Regions from separate parts of the Zea mays genome. Here regions 1 and 2 are each linked to region 3. A link is a contact called in public Hi-C data. All regions are on one chromosome and are shown on one strand. The core of a region is the stretch at or near the end of the contact, and the rest is flanking DNA. Distances in the headings are between cores, read along the strand shown. Region 1 holds the start of LOC103647376 (RING finger protein 165). Region 2 holds the start of LOC100193842. Region 3 holds the start of LOC100279395.

Evidence for each region. A called contact is a pair of places that touch in the nucleus more often than the background predicts.
Region 1: a Hi-C map of ear shows a contact between it and region 3, with 4 times the contacts expected there. The contact joins the promoter of LOC103647376 here to the promoter of LOC100279395 in region 3. A contact is called at or near these places in 2 of 25 Hi-C or Micro-C datasets (ear and tassel).
Region 2: a Hi-C map of ear shows a contact between it and region 3, with 2.6 times the contacts expected there. The contact joins the promoter of LOC100193842 here to the promoter of LOC100279395 in region 3. A contact is called at or near these places in 2 of 25 Hi-C or Micro-C datasets (ear and tassel).

What each region holds. Positions count from the first base shown.
Region 1 is chr2:180,861,020-180,863,931 of Zm-B73-REFERENCE-NAM-5.0, forward strand. It overlaps LOC103647376 (RING finger protein 165), which reads left to right and starts at 1,401. Exons shown (of 3, transcript NM_001301555.1): 1 at 1,401-1,568; 2 at 1,686-1,750; 3 at 1,872-2,516. The coding sequence starts at 1,422. The coding sequence ends at 2,361. LOC103647377 (sulfite exporter TauE/SafE family protein 3) reads left to right here. Exons shown (of 12, transcript XR_004856384.1): 10 at 1-30; 11 at 127-267; 12 at 405-851. LOC100286222 reads right to left here. Exons shown (of 4, transcript NM_001159110.2): 4 at 2,435-2,898. The coding sequence ends at 2,834.
Region 2 is chr2:180,921,673-180,924,971 of Zm-B73-REFERENCE-NAM-5.0, forward strand. LOC100193842 reads right to left here and starts at 1,552. Exons shown (of 5, transcript NM_001138924.3): 1 at 1,301-1,552; 2 at 178-423. The coding sequence starts at 1,435.
Region 3 is chr2:181,215,157-181,218,116 of Zm-B73-REFERENCE-NAM-5.0, forward strand. It overlaps LOC100279395, which reads right to left and starts at 1,315. Exons shown (of 5, transcript NM_001360969.1): 1 at 653-1,315. The coding sequence starts at 1,177.

The DNA.
Region 1 (2,912 bases), core at 151-2,650, 350 kb before region 3:
ACCTGCTGCACCGCTTCCCAGTGCCTTATGGTACTAGTACCTACCACCATATGCATCCGCTATTAATTTCTTGGTTCCCTCGCTCTCTCGATCGATCGCCTTGCATTGGTTTTGATGATTCTGCAGCTGCTTACTTCACGGGCGTGGCGTTCGTGGCCGCCATCACGGGGCAGCACTGCGTGAGGAAGCTGATCGCGTGGCTGGGCCGCGCGTCGCTCATCATCTTCATCCTGGCGTCCATGATCTTCGTCAGCGCGCTTACGCTCGGTACGTACGTACGTACAGCATCGATCGATCGATCGATCGTCCATGCATGCCCTGCCTTCATCTGTTGAAGTCGATCACCAACAATAAGAGCTGCAGCTTTTGTTTGAAAACCATGCATCTCTGCTGGCTCTTTGCAGGAGGGGTAGGCATCTCAAACATAGTCCACAGGGTGGAGCGGCATCAGTACATGGGCTTCGAAAGCCTTTGCAAGGTCTAGTTAGGGTTAGGGACCCAACGCAAAATGCAAGCAAACCAAAGACGACGTACACTGTACAAGTGGTGAACATACACATGATTGAATTGAAGGAGAGATCGATGGGGTCGAAATTAAAGATATGCCAACAAATCGAATTCAGCGCACCGCAGCTGAACATACACATGCATATGATTGAAATATTTTTTTCCACATGTGGTTAATTGAGTAAAAATTGATTTGTTCTGGCGGTTCAGTTACGCCACCAACCGCGAGTGTAGAGAAATCGATTTGCGCTGGCCTTTGTAAGCGGTAAACGAATTCAAACAAAAAGGTTGTCGACTACAAAGTTTCGTAAACTTTTCTAAGTTCTGCAACTTTTATTTTGGCATATGTTTTCATCCGAGGTCGTTTGTAAAATTTGCGTTTTAGAATTTGTTTATATTCAGATGAATTTTGATAGCCCAAATGATTTGAAATGAAAAGGATGGATAACCCACAAGCTAAGCATGGCTGGCTTTGACCTTTGAACTTGCAATGGAGTATTCTGCAATGTGAGGACATGAGAAATAAATCCGTGGTTTTATGCTCACTCTAGGCACATCACAATATATCACATGATAAACATGAGTGACAGGAAGGGCAATCGGATGCTCACTTTCTGTGTGCATTCTAGTCGAAAATGCTCCCAAATTTGTCTGTGCTGCAATATATCATTTGGCTTCGCGCCAAAAGAAAAAAAAAGACGACGAGAACAATGCGTGATCAGATGAGATTTGAAGGAGAACCTGATGCTCAACCCCATCCTCTGTGGGCATCGGTTGCAAAGCACCTGATTCTCCATTCCACCTGGTGAGTGGTGAGCCTGAGCCCCAGTACATGGATCGATGGTTGGTTATACTACACATAGCGACACCCTCAAAGAACTCATCGGTCATCACCCTCCCCGGTGGTCACCACAATGGGAGATGAGATGAGTGACGGCCGGCGGGCAGACGGGAGCTACGGGCCGGAGTACGGCCCCGTCCCTCGTGAGTTTCAGCACGCCTGGTACCCTCAGTTGCCATCCAGGACCAGGAGGAGGTCCCCGTGGCCTCTGCATCATGGGGTACTCTTCTTCTTCCTCTTCTTCTCATCTTTGCACGTTTCGAGAGACATGCAAGTTCATTCATTTTTTTGCAAGTTCAAAGGTCAAAGGAAGCCATGCTCTTGGATTTGGTTGCAGGATTACCCTTGGAGGCTTTCGGAGCACAGGTTCAGAAGACCACCTTTCGAGCGCTCCAGTTCCTGGTACAGTTCACAAGACTCTTCCTGCGTTTTCAATCTGAGGAGCTTCAGTTGCACTGAACTTTTGGAAACTTGACGATATCATCACCCGTACCATCTGCCCGCCAACTGATGTTGTGCTCAGGCACCCGTTGCAGCCACCATTCCATATCCACCGTGTCCATGGCAGCAGCGGCAGTGGCGCGCCCCTAAACCCGAGACACAGGCGAGGAGACGCTGGACTGACCAACGAGGAGTTCAGAGAGGCCATGGATCAGCTGAGGAAGGACGAATACAGGCAGCAGCAGAAGCATGGCGGCGGCGGCAGAGGTAACCTCCGGACAGGGAAGGAAACCAGTGAAGAGGAGAAGGTCTGCACCATATGCCTGGAGACGTTCCTGCCTGGAGAGCAGGTTGCGGTCACGCCCTGCAACCACACGTTTCACCAGGGGTGCATCGCTCCCTGGGTGCAGGGGCACGGCAGCTGCCCGGTGTGCCGGTTCGCGCTCTGCGAGAGGAGCGTCGCCGACGAAGACGGAGGAGGGATGGATCTGGACCTGCTGGCGATGGTGATGGCGATGGAGGAGGCATTCAGCCGGTTCAGGTTCTCAGACTCCACGCAACACTACCACTAGATGAATCAGCATCATTCTCATGATAATAATGTAAAACTCCAGTATCATCGGATATGTTGCGATAATGTAAAAATTAGATTGCGATTTGCTCCTTATCATGCATTTCATTTCAAATGTCAGACCAGACCACATAATAATATAATTAGTTGCACGAGATGTGACAAGTTTCTAAAACGTATGCTCCAGCTTGTATCATGATAGTGGACGAGAACAATCTCAGCAGCATTCTCGCTCCAAAGAATTCTAAGCAGACTCATGTTTACAGTAGAACCAAGAACAATAGACGAGGGTACGCAAAAGTTTTTTTTTATCTGAACACTAGAACTGGAAAACCCTATTGCCGAAAGTTGCCAAAGCAAATCTGAAGGTTACTCGAGGCACTCCAGTTACCACAAGCAAGGGACCAATTTGGCGGCATCTGCAGTCATTTACAGTTTTTACATCGGTGGGTCTTCCTACGGCCGGCTGCCGTTCAGCTGTCTCGGATCAGGTTGGTTGGTTCACTCAAAACATACTTGGGCAATTCATACTTAGCACCTGGAATGTTAAAA
Region 2 (3,299 bases), core at 302-2,801, 290 kb before region 3:
TGCATATTTTCCTGCATGGCCGCTGCTTGCTCTAGGGCCCGGCGCACGTCACGGGCACGACGCCGTCTCACATACGTGCGCCCGACCATGACATAATAACATACTGGTTATGATATAAGTATTGTACCTCACTGATTTCAAGCTGAGACTTGAGTTAGAAAAGGATAAACAACTGACCTCCTTAGTACAAGTAGGATCTGAATTAACACCCAATATAGGAACTGAATCATCCAAAAAATGGCTAGCCCGGAGAAGGGTGCCATCGCCGCCGACAGCAACCACAAGATCCACATCACGTATTGGCTGACACAAATGATTGCGCTGCACAGCAATCCAGTCAAGGGACTTGCGCTGTAAGACACTCTGGCAGAGATCAATAGTGTCCTTGTGAACTCTGCACCTATCATCCAGATAGCTCAAGACCTGGGCAAACCAAGATGGTAAGAGAAGGATAGGTAAGTTTCTTTAAGCCATATCAAAAAGTATCTGTGGTATCAAAATGAATCAAGGGGGGGGGGGGACAACCAAAAAGCCTGAACATGACGGAGTTGTTCATTGCCGCAACAACAGTGCACCATGCAACAAGTTCCCTATGGAATGTCATGCTACGGCATTTTGTAAGTACTATGCAATGGCTAATGCAGGGTGGCAAGCACAGCATCTTAGTTAGCGATCCAGGACACCGAAATGTAAAAGTAAAAGGTCACGATCCGTAGAGGCATTTTGACGAACACCTGAACTCCACCGCCATTTGGACAAGCATTATGCTCACTCAACTCAAATGGATCAAACGCGGTCACGCACAACGGACAACACCATTATCGAGGATAAGAAACTTAGAAAATAAACCCTAGTGTCATTTTCAGGATCCAAACGCGAAGAAGTGAATACTACAGTTTAGACCGTTGAGTGACCGAACCAGGGGGGCAGCAGGGGCCATGCCCCCTCCCCCACCCCCCACCCACACAAACACAGCAGATAAATAGTTCGGTTTACAGCACAGCAAGGCAGCAATTCACCCATTTTATCATAATATTATGATTTTTTTTGTTACAAATACTAGGTACATCTGTAAAAACCTTAAAAAGTTATCGAGACATACGCTTTTTTTATCACACTTAAGGGTGTCATCATATTTGTCTGGCCCTCGATGAAAATTGCTGATTCCCACTCCCACTGGAGCCTACATTCGTCTGTCAAAACATGTGACAACCCTGACACCCCGCTCCAGTCCTTCGCAAGCAATGTGAACATCATAATCAAAGACATGACATGAGAGAAGGAGAGAGAGAGGTGCGACCTTGGGGTTGGCGGCGCGCGGTTGCGGCAGTGACGAGGGCGCAGAGGTGGGAGAAGAGGCCGCAGCTCCGACGTACGGGCGGGGAGGGTATACGTCGAAGGGCTTGAGGAAGAGCAGCACGCGGCGGCGCGCCATAGGAGCCTAGTCTGCCGGCGAGTCGTGGCGGCAGGCCAGCAGCGGTGGTGGCGCGCCGCCTTCTCGTCGCTTGCGCGGTGGAGACAACTCGGAAATGCTCCAGACTCCCGTTTCCGGGCTCCAAAGGCACCTGTGATTCGGCCCAAAATATGGGAAGCCCAGAGCTATGTGTATGATAGGAGTAATTTTTTTGGAGAAGATGTCTATGAACAGCACCCGTCCAAAAGCAACGGCCCAAAAGATAGGGGACTTTGGTTTGAGAAATCATACCATCCAAATTAAGGTGGTACATCATAAGTTCATTTTTCAGATTTGGTGGGATGACTTCATTCCTCATATTAGTACTAACTAACTACGAAGAATGAGATGGTGATGGATCAACTCATTCTATTTCACAAACCAAACAAAAATAGTGATGGGTGAGAAGACGATGGACTAGTTCATTCCTCAAACCAAACACTCCATTAGAGTCTGTTTGGTTTGTAGCTAATTATGTCACATTTTGCCTAAGGTTAGTCGTTCGAATTGAAAAATTAACCTTGGACAGAAAAGTTAGGCAAAGTGTGGCAAGTTAGGCAGCGAACCAAACAAGCTATTTAAAGTGTTGGAGAATATGACATTTTTTCGAAGTCTTTTGGAAGAGTGGCAGATGGATAGCTAAAATCCATTTTGTCGTCATTTCTATACCACTGTATAATTAAAACACAGCCAACCAAATCACCTCATACTCATAACTTCCACTTAATACACCAAACAAATTACACCCAGACTTAATCCTCTCTCTCTTACTCAAATCCAATAGATAATATTATTTATATCATCCTTTATCCTCCACCTCCCCACGGCCCTGTCGCCTCCAGCCTCCCCTCTCCCCCGCGACACCGCCACCCGCTTTCCCTTCCCTTACTCGCACACCGCTGTCGTCGACCCCTCCTTTCGTATCGTTAGCATAGACTATATACTAGTATCTCTGAAGTTCAAAAGTTGGTTGATGCCAAACAAGATAAAATGAAAAAAAAAACTACTTCTCCTGGCATAGGGTGAAAGGAATGTGAAGCTAAAAATAACATATTCTCCTAGCTCCTACTTGCAGCCATGGACTTCATAGTATGTGTGGATGTCTGATTTTCCGTGTGAGAAGAGATAATGGCACAGCCTAGGGCATTCGGTTTTACCTGAAATGTCGAGTCGGTTTTTTGGTTTTTTGTATTTCGGGTTTTTGGAATTGAGAACCGAAATAATTATCGGGTAACTGTAAACCGATATTTTGGGTAACCGAGAATTCGATTTGGTTTTAACCGATCTTTATTAGGCAACAACCATCAAGTATACTTGTGCTAGCTTGCCAGAGCATATATGTATTTGTCGGGGACCATAATTAGGGGTACCCCCAAGACTCCTAAACTCGGCTGGTAACCACCATCAGCATAAAGCTGCAAAGGCCTGATGGGCGCAATACAAGTCAAAGCTCCGCCCACTCAAGGGACACGATCTCGCCTCGCCCGAGCCCAGCCTCGGGCAAGAACAGCAGACCCAGGTGGATTCACGTCTCGCCCGAGGGTCTCCTCAAGCAACGGGCGCACCTTCGACTCGCCCGAGGCCCAGCTCGGGCAGGCTTCGCGGAGAAGCAACCTTAGCCAGATCGCCTCGCCAAACGACCGTATCGCAGGAGCATTCAATGCAAGGATCGCCTGACAACTTATCCTAACGCGTGTTCCTCAGTCGACAGGGCCGAAGTGACCGCAGTCATTTCGCCCCTCCCCTAACTGACCTGACAGGAAAACAGCGCCGCCTGCCCTGCTCCGACTGCTGTGCCACCCGCCAGGGTGAGGCTGACAGCAGCCAAGTCCAGCCTCGGGCGCCA
Region 3 (2,960 bases), core at 65-2,564:
CTTTTAGTCACCCCTTGAGGGACTAATCTTTAGTCCCTCAAACCAAACAGGGCCTTATTTGATATTGTAAATGTAATATATTATATAAAATTGGTCAAAGTTAGACAAGTTTGACCTGGAACAAAACTAAAACTGAGTTTCAGATTCAAACAGAGGGAGTATGTGCATTCCTAATTCATCTTCGCACTTTATCACGAGAACCCTAGACCAAGGTAAGAATTAACAAACAAAGGTTATCCGTGACTACAAAGTTGAGAGATGCAATTTTATATTCAATGAAGCAAGGGAAAATCTTAATTAGGTATCTGAAGGCAACAAATATTAATAACAGCTGCTGAAGCCGACACCCAAATTACAAGATCCGCCAAAAAAATAGATAAGTCATTTCACTCTCGTCCCTATAAAATGCCGCATGTTTAGCAACGGCATTCCAATCCTAAACTAAAAATATCTAAGACATAGTATACTTTTAAATCAAATAAGAAAATAGGTGTAAATTTAGCTAAATTTGAATTTTCGACGGACCCTTCAACAAACTCCGAGAACATCATGGCACTCTTGACCGACTCCAGATCTAGTAACGCAATCCACCAACGCCAGCATTGGAAGGAAATCTCAGCGGGAATCTCAGCAGCTAAACACGAGATCCTACCTGGCTGGCAGCGATGCGGAGGAGGCCCCTGCGGATCCTGGCGTCGGTGGGCTCGGAGATGCGCATCTGCACCCGCATGAGCTCCCCAAACGTGGCGGGCCTACGCGGGGGCGCCGCCTTCCCGCCACTCCCGGGGCTGCCGACACCCTTGGAGGAGGCGGACGAGCGGAGCCCGAGCGCCTTCTTCATCTTGCTGGCGGCGGCAGAGGTGAGGGAGCGCTGGAGCGAGGCGGAGGATGCCGAGGACGCGGAGGAGGCCGGGGACGCCGTGGCCCCCGCGGCCACCGACGAGGACTGGGGGATATAGGTGAGGGGCTTCCCGCCCGTGGTGCGGGAGGCCGCGACCAGCACCTCGTAGGCGGCCTCCCGGAGGTCCGCGGTGGAGAGGGCGACCCCGAGGTCCGGGAACGGCGAGGGGAGCGCGGAGACCGAGGGGCTGGAAGCGGACGCCGGCGGGAGGAAGCCATTGGAGGAGGAGGAGAAGGGGGACGAGTCGCGGCGGGACTCGCGGAACAGGCGAGCCATCGCGGCCGTCGGCGGCGACGGTGACCTCCCGGCGTGACTCTCTCCCTCCCTCCCTCTCGTGCTAGGTCCCGGCTCTCTAGTGGAGAAAGAGGGGGATGAGGAGGAGAGAGAGAGGGAAACCCCCTCCCAACTCCAGCGAGGCAGCGTGGGATAGAGAGGGAGATGGCATGTCGCGGGTTAAATTGCAAAGAGTACTCGCAGCTAGGTTTAACGAGTGCGACCCTTTTCTTTTTACTGCAACTTTAAGAGACGCTTGGTAAATTTTGATTATTATTAAAAAACATCTCCAACAGATTTTATAAATGACCCTTTAAATTTTAGTAGCTTTATATCCCTATAACTTCACTTTCTTTTTTTAGAGCAGATCTAATAGTTATATATATTTTAGTTTTCTAAATCATAGATTTAGGAAGTTATTAAATAATTTTGGGAGTTAAAAATTATGACTTGTCCAATAGCTCTTTAAATATATGTTGTAGTTTGGTTTTGAATCTACATAAAAAAAATAAGTGTGCATATTTTCTACTTATATTTTGATTGCATCTGTAACAAAACATTTGATTCACCCATACGGTGACAGATCGTTGTCATCTGTTTCAGAAATATGTTGGCAGTTGGTTGCTATTACTAGCAGTACTTATCGACAGAACAGTGACGGTAGAAGACCTAGCATACGGATCACGCTGAATCCATTCACGTGGGACGATCAATTTGCTCCTGAAAGGGTACATCATGTCGACATATGATTGGTTTTCGTCAGTCTTCGTTGTTTCGGGACTTGGTAAAAGGTTGCTAGATATAGGGAGTAAATGAGGTTTGATGAGAAGTAGCTAAATTTAGAAGTTTAATTAGAGAACTGTTGGAGAGGATTTTTTAGTTTAACTACCTAAATTATTGATTTAGGAGGTATTTTAGAGAACTACTGAGTTGTTCTTAGATATCTTTTTTCACTCGCTATACAGGAGTTCTAGATTTACAAGTCTATTGGAATAATCTCCTTATTTTATATAAAATTTATTATAAAAATAGCTAAATCAGAAAATTTGGCTAGTATTTTTAGCTAAACTTCTGGGGTTAGCTCTTACCGTGTTTTCCTTTTGACGGCAACAAAAAACATGGGTAAACAATGTCGGTGTAAATTTCATACGGAAAATTGAAGCTAACTTGGTTTGTTGATTTAGAACTCATAAATAGAAAGAAGAGTGGATATTCAATAAATTTAATATTCTAAAATAGATATGCATTAAATTTGGTGTTAATCTATTCTTATGTCATCACACATTATCGCAAAAAAAATTGCATAAATTGTTTTATGCATTCTTTGTTCCCTATAATGAAAAATGTAAAAAAATATGATCTGTATCCAATTCTATGTGTGAATTTTATAGTTATCATCCAAGAAGATATGTGATAAATTTGATATTTGCCTTTTATAAATCTTTACAAGATTAATACAAAAAACTAGAATAAAATCTGAATAACGTATTTATATCCTATTTATTCGTAATTAAAAAAGACAAAAAATAATATTCAAATAAGTGTTCGTTTTCATCTCTGTCCATAAACATTAGATGTCATATTGAAGTTGGAAATATCTCGTATGCTGGTTTGAATTTTCGATGGGGGTTTTGCAAGCACCACACGTTATTGTAATGCAGTTATATTTTTTTGTCTAATGGTTTTATAGTTGAGTAAAAAAGAGTAATTTACATAAAATACATTGTTAATAGATTGAATTCAACTTTATGTTTAAACATGCCATTATTTATGAGGAAACTCTATT